4 separate regions of the Zea mays genome follow, and all the other regions are linked to region 3. Evidence: chromatin contacts called from public Hi-C data. All regions are on one chromosome and are shown on one strand. The core of a region is the stretch at or near the end of the contact, and the rest is flanking DNA. Distances in the headings are between cores, read along the strand shown.

Evidence for each region. Hi-C and Micro-C count contacts between places; a contact is called where the count stands out from the background.
Region 1: a Hi-C map of endosperm shows a contact between it and region 3, with 2.6 times the contacts expected there. The contact joins the promoter of LOC100273855 here to the promoter of LOC100193130 in region 3. A contact is called at or near these places in 7 of 25 Hi-C or Micro-C datasets (bundle sheath, ear, endosperm and 3 more).
Region 2: a Hi-C map of ear shows a contact between it and region 3, with 1.8 times the contacts expected there. The contact joins the promoter of LOC100383484 here to the promoter of LOC100193130 in region 3. A contact is called at or near these places in 2 of 25 Hi-C or Micro-C datasets (ear and endosperm).
Region 4: a Hi-C map of leaf shows a contact between it and region 3, with 7 times the contacts expected there. The contact joins the promoter of LOC103629727 here to the promoter of LOC100193130 in region 3. A contact is called at or near these places in 5 of 25 Hi-C or Micro-C datasets (ear, endosperm, leaf and 2 more).

The regions. Positions count from the first base shown.
Region 1 is chr6:107,983,787-107,988,721 of Zm-B73-REFERENCE-NAM-5.0, forward strand. It overlaps LOC100273855 (AT-rich interactive domain-containing protein 3), which reads right to left and starts at 2,381. Exons shown (of 13, transcript NM_001360473.1): 1 at 1,631-2,381; 2 at 1,499-1,538; 3 at 154-206; 4 at 1-28. The coding sequence starts at 2,244.
Region 2 is chr6:107,928,093-107,933,034 of Zm-B73-REFERENCE-NAM-5.0, forward strand. It overlaps LOC100383484 (putative subtilase family protein), which reads right to left and starts at 3,314. Exons shown (of 11, transcript NM_001176132.1): 1 at 3,110-3,314; 2 at 2,892-2,998; 3 at 2,658-2,755; 4 at 2,309-2,467; 5 at 1,887-2,004; 6 at 1,278-1,803; 7 at 1,100-1,194; 8 at 770-1,012; 9 at 573-687; 10 at 283-469; 11 at 1-202. The coding sequence starts at 3,199. It overlaps LOC111589529 (a long non-coding RNA gene), which reads left to right. Exons shown (of 2, transcript XR_002748570.2): 2 at 2,358-3,811.
Region 3 is chr6:108,255,621-108,260,807 of Zm-B73-REFERENCE-NAM-5.0, forward strand. LOC100193130 (Non-structural maintenance of chromosomes element 4 homolog A) reads right to left here and starts at 2,001. Exons shown (of 7, transcript NM_001138290.1): 1 at 1,821-2,001; 2 at 1,629-1,709; 3 at 729-966; 4 at 546-639; 5 at 1-105. The coding sequence starts at 1,959. It overlaps LOC100382067 (Tubulin binding cofactor C domain-containing protein), which reads right to left. Exons shown (of 9, transcript NM_001174830.1): 9 at 3,471-3,990. The coding sequence ends at 3,947.
Region 4 is chr6:108,532,010-108,537,310 of Zm-B73-REFERENCE-NAM-5.0, forward strand. LOC103629727 (transcription factor bHLH48) reads left to right here and starts at 1,257. Exons shown (of 7, transcript XR_004850241.1): 1 at 1,257-2,061; 2 at 2,140-2,274; 3 at 2,538-3,729; 4 at 3,983-4,051; 5 at 4,175-4,249.

The DNA.
Region 1 (4,935 bases), core at 1,131-3,630, 270 kb before region 3:
GAAAGTCCATGAAACAGTTGTGCATGTCCTGCACAAACATGCAAGTCACATCATGGGAGTACAGAAAGAAGAGCTTATGTGAACTATGTCCCAGTTTCTGTTAGAATGACAGTTGAGGATCATCATATGAGTTGCAGGCTATTAAATTCATACTTTGGAGGTTTGAATGACTCTCCTACTTGACGCCACAGCTTGCATGATGTCACCTGTTCAGTGTTGATGCAACTAATTAGCGAGCATATGAGGCAAAATATCTCTCCCTCCCCCTCTCCCATACAGCAAAGTTAATCAACCACAACCACCTTCCAAGAAGCTGGGGGAAAATAGTCATGACCATTGACCACAAATCAACAGATACATTTTAGAGTCCCACAAAAAAAATTATATTGGCGCGGAGAAAAGTTATGTCATCAATTTGGTAGAGAATAGCAACACACAGAACTTTCCCACTTAAGCAAACCACATTTGCTAGTTTATGTCTACAAACACACCATGGTTACATTTCATCATCGCTGAAAGTGATTATCAGTATAGCTATTTACTCTGCAAATGGTTCATTCTCAGATAGAAATAATCATGCTTATAAAGGTTATTTTTTGTTCCTTGTTGAAACCTTTACCATTGCTTTATTATATAGCTTTCTTTGTGTAAAGGTAAATTATACATGTAAAAAACAGTGTCAATCAGGGTAATAAGAGCAGGGATGGTGCATCACTGACTTCCAGAGTCAGACAGGAGCACTAGTGTTTCATAGGCAGGCTACACAGTAATCTTTTTGAACATTGACTAGAAGATTTTAACATGGAAGTGGACACGAAATGCTACAAAGGTGTATAGGCTAAACATATTCCATGCCAAAGAAATATAACAACAACAATTTTCCAAACATCTAACTGACCCTAGTCGCCATGGGCCATGGCACCGATCAGCCCGACTAATAGTGACTATTCATAATTAATAGTGACTACTCGAAGTGTATAACTGATCACCGCACCGATAAGCCTGACTAATCACAATAGTCAAACGACTTGATAACATTGAACAGTATGATCAATTATTATAATGGTTTTGTATGACTCTAGAAGAGAAAAGGGAGAAACCAGAAATCAGATAAACGATAATGCTGGCACCTTTTGTGCAAACTGTAAAATTAATATAATCTAATGGTCAAAGAAAACATATGTGAACAAAACTGGACAAGCTAGTCAAAATTCTTACTCATCCTTGAGGTACAAAGTCAGATGGGTATGATATGCTAAGTACAAACATAGGAAAGCAAAGGCAGATAGGGTGAGAAACTCAGGATTAAACTCTAGCAAGAGGCTCTTTTCTACAGACATGTTCCAGACATGTGCTCATTTTCAGCAGAAACCAATATTAAACGACCGAATATGTGTGATGCAAATATAACACATAATTCAACCGTTCCTTTACAAACAGAATCATTCTTGTTTTCTTCAAAAGAAACCAAAAAGGCATAAATATTGAAGACGGGTACCTGATCATAGCCACCCAATCCAGTAACTTGTCTCCACAATCTAATGATAGTAAAGATACTATTACTTGACGGCGTCGTCACAGGACAATGAGTAATAACAGAAAAAAAAGGTTTTGTGGTTTGTGTGCTTACTTGAGGCAATTCAATCCTTCGCCATAAAACTTCGGAGGCTTGAACTCCAACATTTTCTCCCTGTGGAAACGCTCGAGCTCCTTCATGAAGGCAGCCTGCTCCTCCTCAGTCCCCGAGTCATCGCCACCAGTGGTGTAATCGAACATGAAGGAATTATCTGAGATCTTGGACAATGCCAGATCCTCCTCAGCCGGCGCCAGCAAAAGCTGGTTCACAGCAGGCTGATTCTGACCAGCCAGGCCTTTGTCGTCACCGCCATCTCCACCTCGACCCTCGTCCACCGAGCCGCCCACCGTCACAGGCCCGTCCCCATTCTCCAACTTCACAACCTCGCCAACCAAATCCGCCGTCGGGCCACCATTCCGCTCCTTCCTGTCGCTGCCCCCCTCCTCCTCCGCGCCCTCTGCTTCGGGTTTCGCTGAAGCATTGACGGAATCGACGGCGTCGGCGGCCCCGTCTGCACCGTCCTCCCCCTCCCCCACGACGGGTTCCTCCTCCTCATCCTCCACCTCCGCGGCCTCGCTCATGGGGATATCGGCGGCCGGTTGTGCCTCGCCTTCCGCCGCCGGCAGCGGTGCCGGCGGCGGCTCCTCCACACCTTGCTGTTGCGACATCCTTGGTCCCTGCAGTGGCGCGGGCGAGGTAGGCGTCGGACGCGGTGGAAAGGGCAAACCCTAGCCGGAGATGGGAGACGACGAGACAGAGGGAGCGGAGGAACAGTGGAGAATGGTTTTGAACTGAAACCGTGCTTACGTGGGCTAGCGGTCTACTCCCATTTTACCATTTGTGTCATGTTCAAGGTTTTCCAACAAAAGGTCCAACTGTTTAACAGCGCGAAAAATTACCCAGTGGCGGGGATCCAACGGTACTCATCTATAGCCATAACAATAGGCACTTTGGATAATGGATGCTAATACATTTGTGAATTGTTGATATTGTTTTATTCTAACAAAATGTGGATCGTTAAAAGTTATTCTCTGACGTACAACAATTTCAGAATAGTAAACGAGAGCGCGGACCGCTCTCTGATTTCTATCTTGTTTTATCCGTTGGTATATGCAGGATCAGTCTTTCTGCTCAAAATGTGGGTTTTATTCTTCAATCAATCATTGTAGGTTTTGCGGATGCTTTCAAAGTGATTCAATTGTCCTCAAGGGGTTTTCAATCCTCTGTCTTCTCCAAGAATGTGGGTTTCTCGATCTATAAGCTGAGATCGGTGGATTGCGAATTTTTCAAAGCATACTTTCATCCCTGGAATAATGATGACCCTAATTGGGTACGTGAATATGATAATTACTGTGCTGAAGAAGCTGCAACTTGGAATCATATTGGCAGGAATTTAAAAAGCTCTCTTATGCTGATGCGGTTCATTTTAATATTCTAACTGGGGCTAATTCTATTCCTATCAAGATTAAGGTAGTGTTTGGTTAAGAAGTCAAGTAGAACGGAATTGTTCCATCCCTGATTCTAGGAACGGAGCTGCTATGTTCTGTGTTTGGGGCCCCTTTGGTAGGGCTTATTTTTCAGCTTCGGCTCTGGCTCATGCAAAAGTTGTGTCAAACACCTCTTTTTCAAATGGCTTCACCAGTGAAGTGCTTTTCCAAAATGAACTAGAGGGCATGAGCCAAAAAAAGTGGCTCACCCGGCTTCAGCTCACGGCATTTTTGCACAATAGCCCTCCCACCAGCCCAAATTATTTTTTTGGTCCTGCCCTCAATCCCTAGCCACGTACAGGAGAGATCTATAAAAAGTAAACTATACAAGGGTCTTTCTGAAAACAACCTATAAGCTGTTTTGCCAAATGATTTTTCAGAATGGCTTTGGCTCATCTAAAGAAGTGGCTTCACCTCGTGAGTCAGAGCCAAAGCCGTTTTTTGAGAAGCCAGAGCCCTGCCAAAGGGGCCCTTGGTAAGCTGGAACGGAGCGGCTCTGTTTTTTTGTTTGGTTGCAGACTATGCGAGCGGAGCGTGACTATGCGAGCGGGCTAGGAACGGAGCGGCTCCGTCCGGTTGATTTTTTGGAGTGAGATGGTTCCGGATCTGAGGATAATATTCCCGAATTGGAGTCACTCCGTTCTAGTTACTCTGTAACCAAACAACAATAAAACTGGGACAGAACGACTTCGTTCTACTAGGCTCTTCAACCAAACACTACCTAAGAGAAACTTCCATGATCCTCTATTCAAGGAGGATGGTGCCCGGTTATCTTCGACTTCTAGATTTTCAAGTGATAACTGCAGATTTTTTTTTTCATAGTCGGCATAATGCGGTTCATCATCTTTCTCAGACGAGATTTAATTTTCGATCATCTAATGAGGCAAAGTCTTCCAATCAGGCTAAATTTACGGATCCTCTAAATTCAAATATTCGAATAGCTAATGGGCCTAATTCTTCAGGCAAGTTGGTTGGTTCCCCTCAACGTTTCATGCAGAGTACCAGGTTGATTTGGAGGCCCAAGAAAAATCTTAGCCCACAAATGAGTGGCGCGGAACAGTGTCGATGGTCGGGGATTTTCTCTTTGCGTAAACAGCAGGGTCAACCTATTTTTGGAAAGCAATGTGGGCATTATCAATCAAGCGGTAATTGGTTTCTCTCAAAAAGAGTCCATAATATGGATATTTCCTTCATTACCACATTTTCAGACAAGTTCAAAAATGTCAAGTGGGAATCTCCTCCGGAAACTTGGTTTCGCTCCAAGTTGAAGCATATGACTAGTGGGCCACCGATATTCACTTCCCTTAAAGAACTATTCTAGGCGACCAGCTCTAGGAGGGTCCCATCGTCTCCCTCAGTAACAAACCAAAACCCATTGTTCACCAAAACCCTCTCGGAGTGTACCGGCAATGAACCCTTCACTTTCCATTTGCTTAAGGGCAAGGAGCGATTGTCCGTCCCCGACGCATTTCATTTCATTTCATTCGGTTGCTATGGCCTATCATCGAGTGGACCATGTTCCCTTCATTCTGCATGGTTTCATACAAGCACAAGTCATGCACCGTGAAATTATGGTACGTGTTGTTGCTCGCTCTCAACCCGCTGCTCATGAAGATTGGGGATTATCTCGGTTCATCCTTTGCTTAGGGTTATTTTCAATTTTGAAGACACTACAGACATTGTGTGGGACTATCTAGTGGGTCACATGCAAATTAACATCTAATTCAGCATTCTCACTTGGGTCATGCTCTTGTCTGTTTTAGTTTTGTGTTTGATAGAGATCATCTAAATAATCTTGGTCTGCAGCAAGCTTTAGGGTTCACTTTCACTGTTGTAAGGCATAATGAAGCTTGGAACTATCGGACCATCAAT
Region 2 (4,942 bases), core at 2,064-4,563, 330 kb before region 3:
GTGATTAGATGCACGGAGTGGTCATCGCGGCTTATTATGGCACATAAGAATGACTTGTAGTCTTCAGGATGTGTATCGAAGATGATCCCTGGGCTGAGAGCTTTGACGGGGTCCATAAAACCCGAGCCAAAGTCAAACGGCGTTGCAGCCCCCCCATTGGGGTCCCTTGCTATGGTTTTCCTTTTGGTGTCCAGTACGGTTGCTGCAAACAAGATTCATGAGTCGACAGGTTGCAACACTAGTTTGTCATCTTCGGAGATCTCAGGTTACGCGCTAATATACCTGTTGTCATGATTGCCGATTTGATGCCTGAAGGAGACCATGACGGATACACGCTCTTCACGAGAGCTGCTATTCCTGTAACGTGCGGACATGCCATGGAAGTTCCAGATAGAACGTTGAAGCGCATACCGTTCTTGGCAGGAGACCACGCCGCCAAGATGTTCAGCCCAGGAGCAGCAACATCTGGCTACAAAAAAAAAGCACACATGGAGAAGAAACTGAGGAGGACGTCAATCAGTTTATTTATCACCTGTATTAGTCTTTCCCAGCGGTTTAGTGCTAGTCGTTACCTTCAGAATCTCAGGTGTCAGTGAGCTCGGACCTCTCGAAGAGAACGCCGCTACTCGCGGGGCGTCTCGCAGCCCTAAGACCGTCTTTGCCGGCAAGATCAGTGTGCAGGCACGCCTGTAGAATTGCTATTAGACAAAAAAAGATTGGCATGCCAATGAAATGCACGCTTTCCTATATATAGTAAAGTTCAGACAACCTTGTGCTCTTGACATAAGAAACAATTTTATCACCCATGGCTTTCCCAACAGTTACTCCAGGCACAGCAAAGCGATTAGCGACATGATCCTCCATCTCATCGATGAGGATCATCCCAGCCGCACCAGCTTCCTTCACAACCATGCTCGTCGATAGACGTGACTCGGAGGAGCCTTGGTTACGGCGGCAGATAAGGATCTTTCCCTTGGCCTTGGTCCTGTTCAAAGAGCTATCCAGGCACAAGCTGACACCAAGTCCACAAGAAATTTTCAGTTGGGCTGACAATCCAAATCATGATTATCTTTCGAGATAATAGTTGTTTATTGTTTACCTGGACTGGTAAGGGGTGAAATAGCCTGCGTTGACTTCCGAAGCTGCGATGGTTCTGACGGGAGTTTCCATGCGGTACGTACTCAGGCTCTCACCCTTAATTAAGACCGCATATAATAAGTAGTGTTCCGCATATAAAGACTGGAGGCGTCGTTTTTAAGAGTGGGAAGGGAATTTACCATTACGGAGGTACCGTTTGCCAGGCTGACATACGAAGAGAACGATCTGTCAGTCGTTCCTGCAGCCACCGTGAGCATCCACGGCGCGAGGTTAGTCGCCGAGCCCTGTCTCCCGGCGTTCCCCGCCGAGGAAACGACCAGTATCCCGTTGCTCGTCGCGTGGAACGACCCGATGGATATGGCGTCGCTGAGGTAGTCGCCCTGGGGGTAGTCTGGGCCTAGCGACACAGATATAATGTCGACGCCGTCTCTGATGGCATCGTCGAACGCCGCGAGAATGTCAACATCGTAGCAGCCAGTTTCCCAGCAGGCCTTGTAGGCTGCAATCCTTGCCATGGGGGCTCCTCCCCGCCCTCCTCCGGTGCCCAGACCACCTCCGTAGCTCATGTCCCTGACAAACCTTCCGGCCGCTATCGAGGCAGTGTGGCTGCCATGCCCCGAGCTGTCCCTTGGAGATACGAACTTGATGGCGCCACCCTCTTCTGTTTGGTATCCGCTGAGGTAATATCTGCCTCCTATTACCTTCCTATCGTGCATGTTTGGGGGGTGGCTTTAGAAAATTCCAATGCTGGAATACCGTACCGTGGGTTGGTTTTAGAGCGTGTGTACCTGTTGCAGGTGAAATTTGACGGTGAGTTCGCGTCTCCTCCTTGGCATTGCCCTCTCCATCTTTTGGGAACCGGAGGCATCCCGTGGTCACTGAAACTAGGGGATTCTGGCCAGATTCCTGAGGAGGTAAAAAAAAAACAAAACAAAACAGTTAGCTAGAATTCCATGATTTTGGTTTCTATCGATCCGATGGTATCCTTTTTCGTTTCTGTCCGAACAGTCATTTGATGGCCAAGTCGGTCGAACATGAAAACACAAACATCATGCCTTGTCAGTTTGTAAGCTAGAACACAACTGGAACTAATATGGTGGAAGAGAAGATATATATTCTTTTGGTGTCACATGATCTGACTGAAGAATGCGAGTTCCAGTTTGAACCTAGCTAGCTTAGTATACATGTTACTGCAATTGTACTCCATCACCTGTATCGATGAATCCAACAATGACGTTCTCCTGGTTCTCGGTGGACAGTCCAGGGACCTGACCCTCTGCACTGGTGGACAAGCCCATGAAATCCCAGGAATGGGTGGTGCGCAGTCGCCTCTTTGTGTTTGGGAACACCGAGACGACGCCAGGCATCTCTGAAGAAATTGAAGACGCGCATCAGAATTATTAGGCGCCTTTTTGGCATCACAGCTAGCTAGACTCATTTAGGGGCCGTCTGTTTGGGAAATGAAACCCGTATAATCTACTCAGACTATGATGTAATCTAACTTGTTTTGGACCAAGATTAAATTCTAAAAGAGTAGCCTGTGTTGTGAAACTAATTACCGGCTAATCTGATGGCCTGCTTTTCGTTCAGTTTGGCCGCGAAGCCCTGGAAGCCGGCGCTGTAAGTGTAGACGTGTGATGCCTGCGCCTTCTCCGAGCTGCGGAGAGGAAGCGTCCGACTCAAGATATATATATACTGCTGCATGGAAACGGCACTGGGAGGTGGGAGCTAGCTAGCTAAGCCTAGGAGGGGTTATGGAGGAAGGAATTCAAATTAACGAGTCTGCTGTGGACCTGCCGTCGTGAACAGCCGTCAGCATCTGGCGGTGCAGCCCGGCGTGTCGTCGTCGACGGGGTGCCCTGTCGCCCTGCGGCGCTTTGCCCATGTAGACCACGTACACCTGAAGGAAGAGTTGGCATCATCCATCCATTTGCTAGCTACTACAGAAGTGCAGCTGACCACCACCGTGGAGATATAATATAAGCATATCGGCGTGCGTTGGAGTAGGCACCTGAGAGGCAGAGCAGCGGCGAAGGTCGTCGCCCAGTAGCGCCAGGGACAGCGCGAGGAAGAACATGGCTGTGCGTGGAGAAGAAGCCATGGCAGACACGGTCGGACACCAGCTAGCGCAGATACAGCGGGTTTGGATGGATTGGCAAGCGTGTACCGACGAGTACGAGAGACCTAGACACCCCACCAGCTGCTGTATATGTATGTATGTATGAGACTGAGACTGAGACTGAGACTGAGAGCTAGCAGCAGCCAGCAGCTTCCTGAAACCGCTGCCAAGTTTACTGGAGCAGAGAGCCTGCGCACTGACCGGAATCCCGGTTTGTTTGTGTGGCCGTTATTCCTGCGCTTTTCTTCGTCGGCCGAGATGGCAACAAGAGTACATAAATAAATGCGGACAAAGATGTCATGATGCGGTATGGGAGCCAAGGAGGGTCGGCTAGTGAGAGCAGACAAACAGGGCATCCGATCTTTGGAGATATACAAGGAACATGCATGTAGATTGTAGGGTGGCTGCTTGCTTTCGTGGACATACCTGTGTGTGTCATGTATGCAGATATGAGGTATAATAGGTGTATTTATTTCTTATTATTGTCGTAGATCGGTGTGCCACCTGCCATCGTGTGTCTATAGTCTATATATCTATCTATATATATAGATAGAGAGAGAAAGAATAAAGTGATACAAGGAGTATATATCTTTCTGTCAGAGCTGGATCTGTTTTCCCATCCTGCTCTTTTGCAACAGTAACTAAATTATTACTGCTACATCTATTTTATCCTGTGTGTACACGTCTTGTCAAGTGATAACGTGTACAGTATACAATAACACATTCTACATGCTGAGGGTCACGGTTCCTTTCCGTAAAGGCAGTGCGAGGGTTATATTCTTCTTCTTGTTAAAAATAATAATAAAAAAGAGAGGGTGATATCGTTCTGGAGGAACACAGTGCAGTGCAGCATCAGTTCCTTTTCCAGAGCCGCCGTTTTTACCCGTGACCTCGTGCCTCCGCGGCGCGTCCTCATCCGTCCAAACGGCACTGCACCTGCACGCGTTCCGTTGCTGCACGGTATGAGCTAGTGGAGTTCATACCGTTGGTGAGACATATCCTTGAGTCTTTTAGCTAGTAAAGCTAACGTACGCCATGTGCGCGGCATAGTTTGACGCAAGCTCGAGTGTATATATATAACCCAATGCCAGTAGTAGGGTTAATAGTAGAACGCACAAGAGGCGACGCATAGTTTTAAGCTCGTTGGCGGCGGCTTTTGTACCTTTTTTTCATAAAGAAAAAATTCTTTTAACTACGGGCCTGCTTTTATGCTCCCTTGTCCTAGTGCTTAATCCATAACTGCTTAACATAATCGTCTTTCGACCGTAGCCTCGACCGTTGTTTTCTCTTTCTCGCATAGTCGTAGGTGCGAGCTCCGCGCCAAGTATTTGCTTATTTCTTTTATGTCAATGAACATGGTGAGATTATTTATGATACGATATTTCCCTTTTGATTATGATGATGATACTGTGACATTTAAGGGGACTCGAGCGGTTTCTCGAGTGCCTCTCCGTAAGTACTGGTTCGTTGGATGATCACCCAGGAAAACAGTACAACCATGAGGGTGGTATGTGACGCCCTTAGCTGAATAATTTGAGAAACCGAGATGTAGTTCGCTTCGTCGTCGTGCCGTCAATGGGGCTCGGTGTATGCGGCTCGCTCTGCCGAGGGTGGTTTACCCATTGGGGAGGAGTGTCGTACATTTAGGAAATCTAACGGGCGACTACAGCCTCAGGGAATCTTTGTAAAGGTTACATAGTGAAACCTTGCCGATTCACCTTGGTA
Region 3 (5,187 bases), core at 751-3,250:
AATAATGTGTTCCAGCCTTGCACTTTTCTTCCTCCTCAGGAGATCAAATATAGCAGACATGTTCTTGTCAGTATCAGACTTTGTTTTCTCAGATGGATCAGCAAGCTGCAGAATAAGGCAGTGTCAAATTGGCATGTCATCAGAAATTGAAAGATAATGGTCTGTGTCCATGAGTGGGAAGATATAAATGATACAGGCAGCTACGTCCAAAATAATATTATTACGGTCTCCACCTTAATGCATCCCCACAAAAGGATTGTATAATCATATCATTAGTGATAGAAAATTCTAGTTGTGATTCCAACATAATCAGCTCTTACTGTGTATGCAGTAGTACAATGCTTTGACATATAATTTAAGCAATATAAAGATTTTGTTTGTTTGAAATAGAAACTAACAAATCTAAAATTATCTATTTACTTAATGAATAATAAATCTGGAATGATAAAATGTGATCCATTATGTACCCAATCCACTATGAACAAACAACAATGACTACAAAACCAGCATATCTTCCATTACACTAATCATACATGAAAGGGTACCTGTTCAGGGCAAGCGTTTCCATGTGGCCTCGCAGTCCTCTTCTTCCTAATACAAACTCTTCGTGGCTTCACTTCTGTCGTCATGGGACCAATCCTGTCAAAACAAACCATATAATTTTCAAAACCTTGAAACTAAAACAACCAAAGCTAACTTCAGGTAAAAAAAAACAGTGGATCCATTACATGGTGGCACATCCAGATGCAGACATGAAAACACGTGAGGTAGCAAGCCCAAGACGAGCCCAGTCCAATGAAACATTATCATTGGAACCTCCTTTCTTTCCAAATTTCTTCAGCAGTCCAGCAATAAAATCAGAAGGTGTGATTCCCAGAACTGATTGGGACCTTACTGATGCTACCAAACTAGCAGTAAGGTCCAGCAGGGTTTCTGCGTCAGCTATTTGCTCCCTGGGCCTCTGAACTGCAGCAGAAAGACGCGCGCATTAGTTTTATAGTCAGATTTCTGCTAACAGCGTCAGCGATCAGTAAGTACTGTATGCACATGATATCAAAATACAGCACTGCACTAAAGGCATTGTTTCAAGTATTTGAGAAACAACTGCAGTCGATGTGATTATAGTTGAACATTTGGCCATGGTCATGAATGAACTTCATGTATGACATCCAAAGTGTTCAGATTTCAATTGCATGTCTCCTAAAATGGATGTGATATCACCCTCGTTACATTACTGCAAAAAAAGTTCCCTGCGTTACCCCCCACTGAAATTAAATCCAAAAAAAGAGAGGACGCGATTGACAAGCAACATTAATTAACAGTAAGTTCACGTGTTACCTACTTACCCAGCATCTAACAAATTTCAGTTGCATGTTTATTAGAGACGTGGTGACCCGTATGGCCATATCTAGACATCATTGACAGATGATGGAGCACAGAATCAAAATCAGTAACAGAGACCAGATTACACCGCAGAAGCATAAAGCAAAGCAAGTCTCATCCTGTTGGCCACTCAAATGGCGAGTTTCACACTAGCATGATGCGTGCCAGTATAAGCGGAAAGTTTACCGGCCAAAATCATGAAAACCGCGTTTACAAGAGGCCAACAAATGCGCAGTCGCGCTTACCAAGCTGGTGCAGGCTCTCCACTCTGTTGATAATGGAGCAGAACTTATCAGAGTCCGCGCTCGCCATTTCATCCTTCTCGTCTACACACAAGCACAGCCGCACAAACGTAACCAAAAAAAAAATCAAACCCAGCCAACGGCCGAAACGGCAATCGGGAATTTAGTGGGTTTCGCACGGCAACACGGTCCTACCGCTGATAAGGCCCTTCACGGCGAGGTACTGCGAGCGCAGCAACCGCCGATCGTCCACCGCCTGGGTCTCCTCCGCCTGCTGCTGCGGCGTCACAGGCTCCGGCTCATCGCCGCGGCCTCTCGCTCCCGTATCCGGCATTGCGCTGGCAAACGAAGCGCCGAGGCCTTCGACTTCCCAAACCCTAGGCTCCGGAACGAGGGCGGTAGGGAAGCTGGGGGCGGTGGTGGTTTTTGAAGGGTTTGGAGGCGGTGGTGTGCAGGGGAAGGAAACGAAGGGGAGCGGCGGAGGCAGAGCGAGCCAGCGAGGGCACAAGCGGCCAAGGGCGTCGGGTATTTGAACGGCCGCTCCACCCCCCCGAAAATGCCCTGGATTTTACGCGCGTCTGACTGCACCGTGGATCCCAGAAGCGCGGTCGCCAGTATGGGCCAAGCGTCAGTGGGATTTCCGCGGCATACGGCGGGTGGTTTTCACGTAGGTGAAGCACTGGCTGGATTCTGGAATGTGGGAGAGGATTGCGCGAGCCGCGGTGGCAAGGTAGGCGTGGTCTAGGTGGACAAGGGTCTTGGTTGGCCTATGCCGTTGCTTGTCAGGGAGAGGTCGGTTCATGGACGCGGACTGGCCTCGCTTCCTCAGGTGGCCGCGTGGCTTCCCGCCCGCGCCGCGCCTGTGTACCTGTGCGCGTGCGCGCGATCGTATTGTGTTTTTACGCTGCTTCGCGGCGAAGGCGCCCGCGGTAAATTTTTGCGCGGTAAAAGCCTCCTGCCGATCCCTTGTTTACCGCGTCACAAATTTCATTTGGTTTGGTCGCGGTGTGGCATGGCAGCAGCATCCAGTTTATTTCTATGCCATCAGCCCATCACTCGCCAATGTCTGTTTGGTTCGCCATTTTTCTAACGAAAATCTAGTTTCCGGTAATTTGGCTATAGAAAAAATCTAAATATCACAGAAGTATGTAGTATGTATTATATGTAATGTTGCCTCTGCAATATTCTCTTTAATGTATCGTTATGATACCATATTCTATTATTTTTATTACTACTAGATCTATAAGCCTATATTGTAAACATCTTTACGACATATTTGATCTTCGTATTAGACGATATAAAAATAAGCTAAGGTCATGTAAACAGTAGATAGACCATTGGTTGGAAACATCTAGGGGCCTGTTTGTATCTACCTCATTTTTAGAATCTCATTCTAGGATTTTATTATGAACCAAACACCTCCTAAATTTTGTATTGAATTTTATGTCAAAATCTCACAATCTCTCTATAACCTGACCAATAAAATTTGAATTGAATTTTATGCGGTATCCAGATTCTCAAAATCTTGCAGATACCACCTAGGTACGGAACGCAGTGGATAAATGAGGTCGGACCGAACGTTCCTGAGGTGGTGGAAGCTTCTTGTCCCTGCTATAACCTGAGCATGAGGGTAGGGTAGCGCTGAACTCCGGGAGTCGACAGCGTCACGGTGACGTTGATGCCCGTGGGTCGGACATGGCGGAGTGAGATTACAGCACAGCACACGAGGTGCACGCGTTACGTTGACGGCATTTTGAATTGCCCGCTGAATAATGCCCGGAAAATTCCAAAACTGTCAATTTATCACTCGCCTGGGCAAGTTCACGTTAGTTCACACAGTATGTTAAGGAGTTTGATTTGTAAGGACTAATCATCTTATTCTATATTAGTCCCTAGATTGTCAAATACAAAAACTAAAATTCTAGCAATTTAGAGACTAAAATGGAATAAAATGAAGGGACTAAACATTAGTCCCTAAAAACCAAACACCATTTGAAAAAAAAATAAAGTTACTTTCCAAAAAGAGAATTGAGTGGCCGCTTTGTGAATTTTCTAAATATGAAACCAACAGTACCGAAAGATTTACAGAAACCTTGCGGCCAACTGAATGGGAAAAGTGGTAAAAACTAATTGGAACAAACAAAAACGTTACAGTTACTTGCCTCCACAAACGCTACAGCTGAAATACCAAGTGCATCAGGGCAGGCGACACCAACTCAGCTTGGAAGTCACTTTCAGATTTCGGAGGCGCCCGGAATTGGATTGCACTTGCAGACGCGTACTGCTGCATCTCGCGCTTACACAAGAACCCCATCTTATGCTCATTCGCCTTGCAAACAGTATAGCTGGCGGATATTCCCTGAGGCTGAAACAATATTAAAAAAAATTGTTAAAGAATCACTCGAACATTTCACTCAAATTAAAATGAACATGCATTTGCATTGGACAAGATTCTAATGGTGTGGTAAGGGGAAAGGGTACAAACAACCAGGTGGCATTTGGTTCGCCGGAAAAAATCCTGTGGGGAAGGGAAATTTGGTGGAGCGGATATCATATACAACGTTTGGTTTGCAGGAAAGGGAAATGAGCACCACATATCTCCTGTCGATCTTAATCCATTGGGAAGGGGAAGGTTATGACCGGGACACGAAGTACGACCTGGATGTGTTTCCTTATCAACCTCGGCCCACGGCGTCGACAAGGCACACTGCACCGGCGCCATTGCCTCCCTTAGCCCGGTGCACTGCTCTTTCACCTCCATCCATTCAAGCTGTGCCCAGTACACCCCCCTCAAGGCACACAAAGACGTCTTCAATGAGAGCAATGATGGTTAGCTAATAGCTACAATCTTCCTAGAGACACAATTCTCCCTTCTCCATTTTGATTTCTTTGACTTAGGGGGTGTTTGAATGCACTAGAGCTAATAGTTAGTGGTTAAAATTAGTTGGAGACATCCCAACACGTTAGCTAATAGTTCAACTATTAGCTATTTTTAGTAAATTAGTTAATAGTTAGCTATCTATTTGTTAGCTAGCTAATTGCACTAGCAATTTTTTAGCTAACTAACTATTAGCTCTAGTGCATTCAAACACCCCCTTAATCCAAGCAAAAGCTAGTGCATGCAAAAAAAGGTAATGGTCTAAAAACTTCCATCCCTATCCCAAACCCACCAAATTATAACCAACTCATATCTCTACCCCAAATCCACACTGCACCCAAAAATCTACCTAGCCCCTAGAGTCATCACTAGTAATCTGTTGGGGTGAAGGCAAAGACGCTACCCTTCGCTCGTTGCCTTCGCCAACCTCGCCGCACCAACGGAGACAAAGCGACCGGCAATTTCCACCCTTCGTCCAACACGCTGCAAGACGAAGGCCTACGACGAGGTCGCCCCGTCTCGCGTCCTCGTCCAACACGAAGGCCCACGAGAGATTCGGCCCATTGTAACAGGCCCCGCGCGGCTGTAGTGTATTACGGGCCCGATTTGTAAAGACTTTTCTGTAATGACAGTCTGTAACCCTGCTTCATGGGAATATTCCGGGGATGACCTAAGCGCCTGAAG
Region 4 (5,301 bases), core at 7-2,506, 280 kb after region 3:
TTATGATTTATTTAATACTTTTTAAATATTTTTAGTCTCTAGACCATAATATGTAGGGACTAAATTTTAGTCCCTTGATTAAAAGAACTAAACGAGCCCTAAATATTGAGATTATTTATGTTGTCCACCATCCACCACAAAAAATAACTTTACGGGTCTTCTAGAACATTCTGTTTTCCGTCGGAACGGAATTTTGTATCCTAAATATTATGGATTGACACTACTTGAGTCGGGAAAAATTATCACCAACATCCCAAAATGCAAAATTCACTGGTCGACGTGACATATAGAAGAAAAAAAAATCAAATCCGAAGACCTTCTGAGATTAGATAAAAAGAATTTCCAACCTCCGCTGCACCATTTACCGGCTTAGGATTCTCCGACGTCGCGCGTGGTCACTGCTGCGTGGGATCAGATGTCAAGTGACTTCGACATCAGGGGATCCGATTAAGGCGTCGTTAGTTTCGAACGGAACGGTCTATTCCCTCTCTTATTCCCTGTCTCTTTCCGGGCTGGATGAATCAATCTGGCTTAGAATTCGGTCCAGTCTGATAGATCCGTTCGTTTTAATCTAGACCAAAAACAGACTCACCTGATTTGAATTCTCTTCAGGGCCTGTTCGTTTCTACTGGAATGCACCAAGGATTGTTCATGTTGATAAAACTTATACAAATTAGAGAAACAATCTGGGTAGAAACAATTCCGGTTCTCCATTCCATGTCTACCGAACGAGCCCTCACTCAATTTTTGGTATGGAACGAGTCCTAGTGAGCTACCTCCCGGGTTGGTTCCTGGGCTAGTGACTAGGAATTAGTGACAACACATGTATCACTTGATACTGGGCTGCTTTCGATCCTGACCTGGTTTGGACGTTGGCCCGTTGAACGTGGTCTAAGGGTTTATTCTGTTAGAAGTAGATTGAGAGGATTTGAGAGAATTAAATCTCATATACAAATTTATATAGAATGAGATTTAAGTTTTCCAATACTCCCCAATTCATTTTAAACTGAACAATTCATTTTAAACAGAACAAGCCCCTATGAAGCGGACGGCTTTTGACTGGTCCGACCTGGCTTTTGATGAGTTGTTTGTACTGGCCTGGAAGCCTCTGCTTTCCAGAGCGACTTCGCTACGCTAGCAACCCGCACGGTCCGGACCGGTCCACCACACGCACTGCCGGAAATGGTAAAGGTCAACAGCAACAGAGTTTCACCGCCAGTACTGCCCACTGCCCAGTGCGGTGCCCACCCTCTCGGTCTCGGCCCCTCCCACCGCACGCCACAGTCCTTGGTCCACGTATGGGAGAGCTAGGATTGGGCCCCACCCGGTAAAAAGGGTAGCAGCATAGCAGTAGCCCTCCGGTAACAAAAACCAACCACCCCTCCACCGGTCCACCCTCCTGTGTTGGCCTTGGCTCCTGGCTTCCTCTCCTCTCCCATCTTCTCCTTCCTTGACCCCAGCCCTGCGGAGCCGGAACCGGAGCCAGGGCCGGGGAGCGTGCGAGTGCGAACGCAGGAGCAGCTCACGCGCGTGCGGCACACCACCTCTCGCCTCAGCGCCGCCCCACCCCCACTATAAATAACGGGACCATCCTCCCCTTCCCCTGCCTCCACCTCCGCTCCAGTCCCGTGTCCTCCTCCCGCCGTCTCTCTCGTCCCGGACGCCTCCGCCGCGCCAATGCGCCACGCCTCGCCACCGCAGGAGCTCCCCGCCGCCGGGCGCGAGATCCAGGCGGCGCTGGCCCCCGCCAACGGCAACGCCGCGGGCGCCCGCGGGGGCGGAGGCTCCTTCACGGCGCTGCTGGGACTCCCCACTCCGCAGGCCATGGAGCTGCTCCTCCCCCGCACGACGCCGCCCGCCCTAGCCCTAGCCCCAGCCGCAGCGCCCGCGCCCACGCCCACCTTCCCCTCCGACCCGCACCTCGTGGACCGCGCCGGGCGCTTCTCCACGTTCGCGCCCCCGTCGCCGCCCTCCCCATCCCCAACGCAGCAGCCTCCACCGCCCCCTCCCGCCGCCGTCGCCGGCAAGCGCAAGGCCGACCCCGTCGACCGCGCCTCCAAGGTGGACTGCCACATCACGCGTCTGCATTTCCGCGCGCACCTCGCCGGAGCTTAGGTTCTGATTGCTCCGTGTCCGCAGGGGAAGGCGGCGAAGAAGGGGAAGACGGCGGAGGAGAAGCCCGCGGCCGCCGGCGGCGAGGACGAGAAGCCGGCGTACGTGCACGTGCGGGCCAGGCGGGGCCAGGCCACGGACAGCCACAGCCTCGCCGAGCGGGTGAGCTCGCTTCGCCGCGCCGCTCCGCTAATCGCGCGCCTCGCTGAGCTCTTAGCCAGCCTCATGGGAGGGTCAGATTCGGTCTGCCGCGAGGGTTTATGCCAATGATTGGGTTATTAGGACGTGGTGACGAACGTCGCCGCTAGATCCTTTTTGGGGGGTCGCTTTCGCCGCTAATTACTTAATTATTCGTTCTTCTCCAGTCTCGCCAAAAAGCTGATTATCCTTTTCTGTCTTTTTTATAAAAAAAAACCACTCATCAGGCGAGACGCGAGAAGATCAATGCGAGGATGGAGCTGCTCAAGGAGCTGGTCCCCGGCTGCAGTAAGGTCCGTGTGCCTGCATTTTCTCTCCTATGTATGCATTTCGCATGCCCCACCTTCAATTTGCATCGCCTTTTGGATGGAAGCCTAAACTACGCAATATGTGACCTAGTGTCATGTAAAAATTCCGGTTCTCCTACGCGTCCAACTACATTGCTTTTCCTGCCGTCGGTGGTCTTTTTACTGCTTCTGAGAGGCCATCTCCGAATGGTCCTCCCTTTGCTCGGCCTCGGCGCCCTGTAACTGTGCAACGCATTGCAGTCGAAGATGCTTGCTAGCTAGACGCTGCCGTGGCCGTGCGGCATACTCCATTACTCCGCCTGCTTGCCTCGCTGGTTGCGAAAACAAACCACCGTATATCACGCGGGGAAGACCTTAAATGCAGTGCGTTCCAGAACGTTGCGGTGCCTGGTTATTCTGGCATCGTGCGCCCGACACGTCCTTATGGGTCGGTTTGCACGACGGGGGTGGGATGGGAATGGAGGGGGTATAGTGGCCGGCTCCCTTGTGGGTGATAGACAGGGGGGAGGCATCGTGATCCGGCAGGCATACCTAACCGGGTATTGGGCGTGATTGTCTGGGCGGAATGTAGCAGCCGCTTTGAAAGGTCCCGGGGCGGGTAGCTTAATGGGGGGTGGGACTGGGACGGGCTTGGTCTACGCCATGGCAGCTTCCATCCTCCTATCTTGATGGAATGTTGCTATCCTCCTTTGCGCTGCGCTCGCAATAATGATTTGGATTATGGGTCGGCATCTTTGGGTGTTGGATTATGGAGGTGGTGGCAGCATAGGCCACCATTGGGGAGGAGTGGCCGATTGCTGGTTTTTGCTGGTGCGTGGAGTTTATGGGGGGAATGGTTGGTGTGTGCCATTGCTACTGCGATGGTTTGACCATTAGTTTCACTGCAAGGACAGCAACAGCAACAGCTGTTGGTATGGACTCTGGAGTGGTGCTGTAGGTCAATTCCATGTGAGGTTTCGTGTTTCCTTCAACAAAGGCGCAGGGGTTGCCATATTCCAGCTACTGTCGTTGCTGGACCGGCTACAAAGTTGCACAGCAATTCACTGTCACGAAGCAATGAACAATGTTCTGCAGTCAAGCTTGTCACTGATTGCTATTCACGCATGAATTGGTATTCTTCTTTTTGATAAACGAATTGATCTTTATGATGACGCTATTAGGCTGCGTGCTACGCCTCTCCCCTCCTCTCCTCTCCTCAATTGTTCTTGTGAAATAATGTTACTTTAAATATCTTGGAATGAAACTCTAGTCTAGGCAGTTCTCCATTTGATTTTGCTTTCCTTACAATCTAAAAATGATAATGGAAGAACCGAGGAAAATGAATTAGTTAATTAATGCATGTTGTTTTTTTTGGGCCCTATCAGGTATCAGGAACAGCGTTGGTGCTAGATGAGATCATCAATCATGTTCAGTCTCTCCAAAGGCAAGTTGAGGTAACTGTTGATATCCCTTGCACAACCTGAAAAATCTGAAAAGCCCTTTTCGTTTCTAGCCAACATAGCACGCATTATCTTTCTGCTAATCTCACTACTGTTCTACCGATGTGGTTGGTCCAGTACTTGTCAATGAGGCTTGCAACTGTAAACCCGAGGGGCGATTTTGGTGGGCTAGATAGCTTTCTGACCACGGAGGTACTTATGCTGCTATCCTTTTTGTCAGCTTTCTACAAGTTGGGCCTCATTGATTTACAGACACATTTTTAAGGAAAGCTTTCTCCTGGAGCAGAGTGCTTGATTAATGAAAAACCATATGAACTTTTGAAGTTTTTTCTGCTTGAATAGCTTGGTTTCGGCGGAACTTCTGTTAAAACTAGCAGGATACCTCATGCATACTCAAATATGCTGCTGTTTTTTTCAGATCTAGCCAAGTTGGGTGCTGTTCTGTCTAGTTATAGCCTGCTTCTTCCATTCCAACAAGAATATATATATATATATATACAGTTTCTGGAGGAGTAACAAAAATCTCAAGTGTGAAAAAATATCAACATTTTACTTTTTCAAATATATATTTATTTTGAAAATCTACAATGCTTAGTGCCTTAGTCTAATGATACTTATTATGTGTCATAAATACTAGTATGTTTATATATATATTTAGTTAAATTTAAAATTATTTGACTCGTTAGGAACAAGAGTTTTATTCCTTTTTGATAAATTTGGGACGGAGGGAGCAGTTGGGAACAGCTACCCAGCTGTTGTAAGCAGCCAAACCACTGCAACATGTACGTGTGCATGTAGAAAGTTAGTTATACATAAAGAAATGGAAAAATGTGTCTGATTTATGAGGTTTCCATTTCCTAGAGCTTCTTTACTCTAGAGTCAAATGTTTTAGATTTAGTAGAAATAAATTCGAATATATGAGATATAACTTTGACACTACTACACATAAGAAATGAGATGTTAGTTTGTAATGCAAGTAGTTTCCGGCAACGATACTTTTCGGTATTTAGGATCATACCCACATAGATGATATTGATGGAGATGTTAGCCATAAAAATCAAAATAGGGTAGAGAAAATAGCACCAAACATTTGCTGTTTTATGCGACCTGGAGATACCATATAAGTTAAAAGGCAAATTTTATAAGACGGTGATTAGACCTGCTATGTTGTATGGTGCATAACATTGGCCTAAAAAAGGCGTCATGTTCAACAGATAAATGTTACGAAAATACGCATGTTGCGT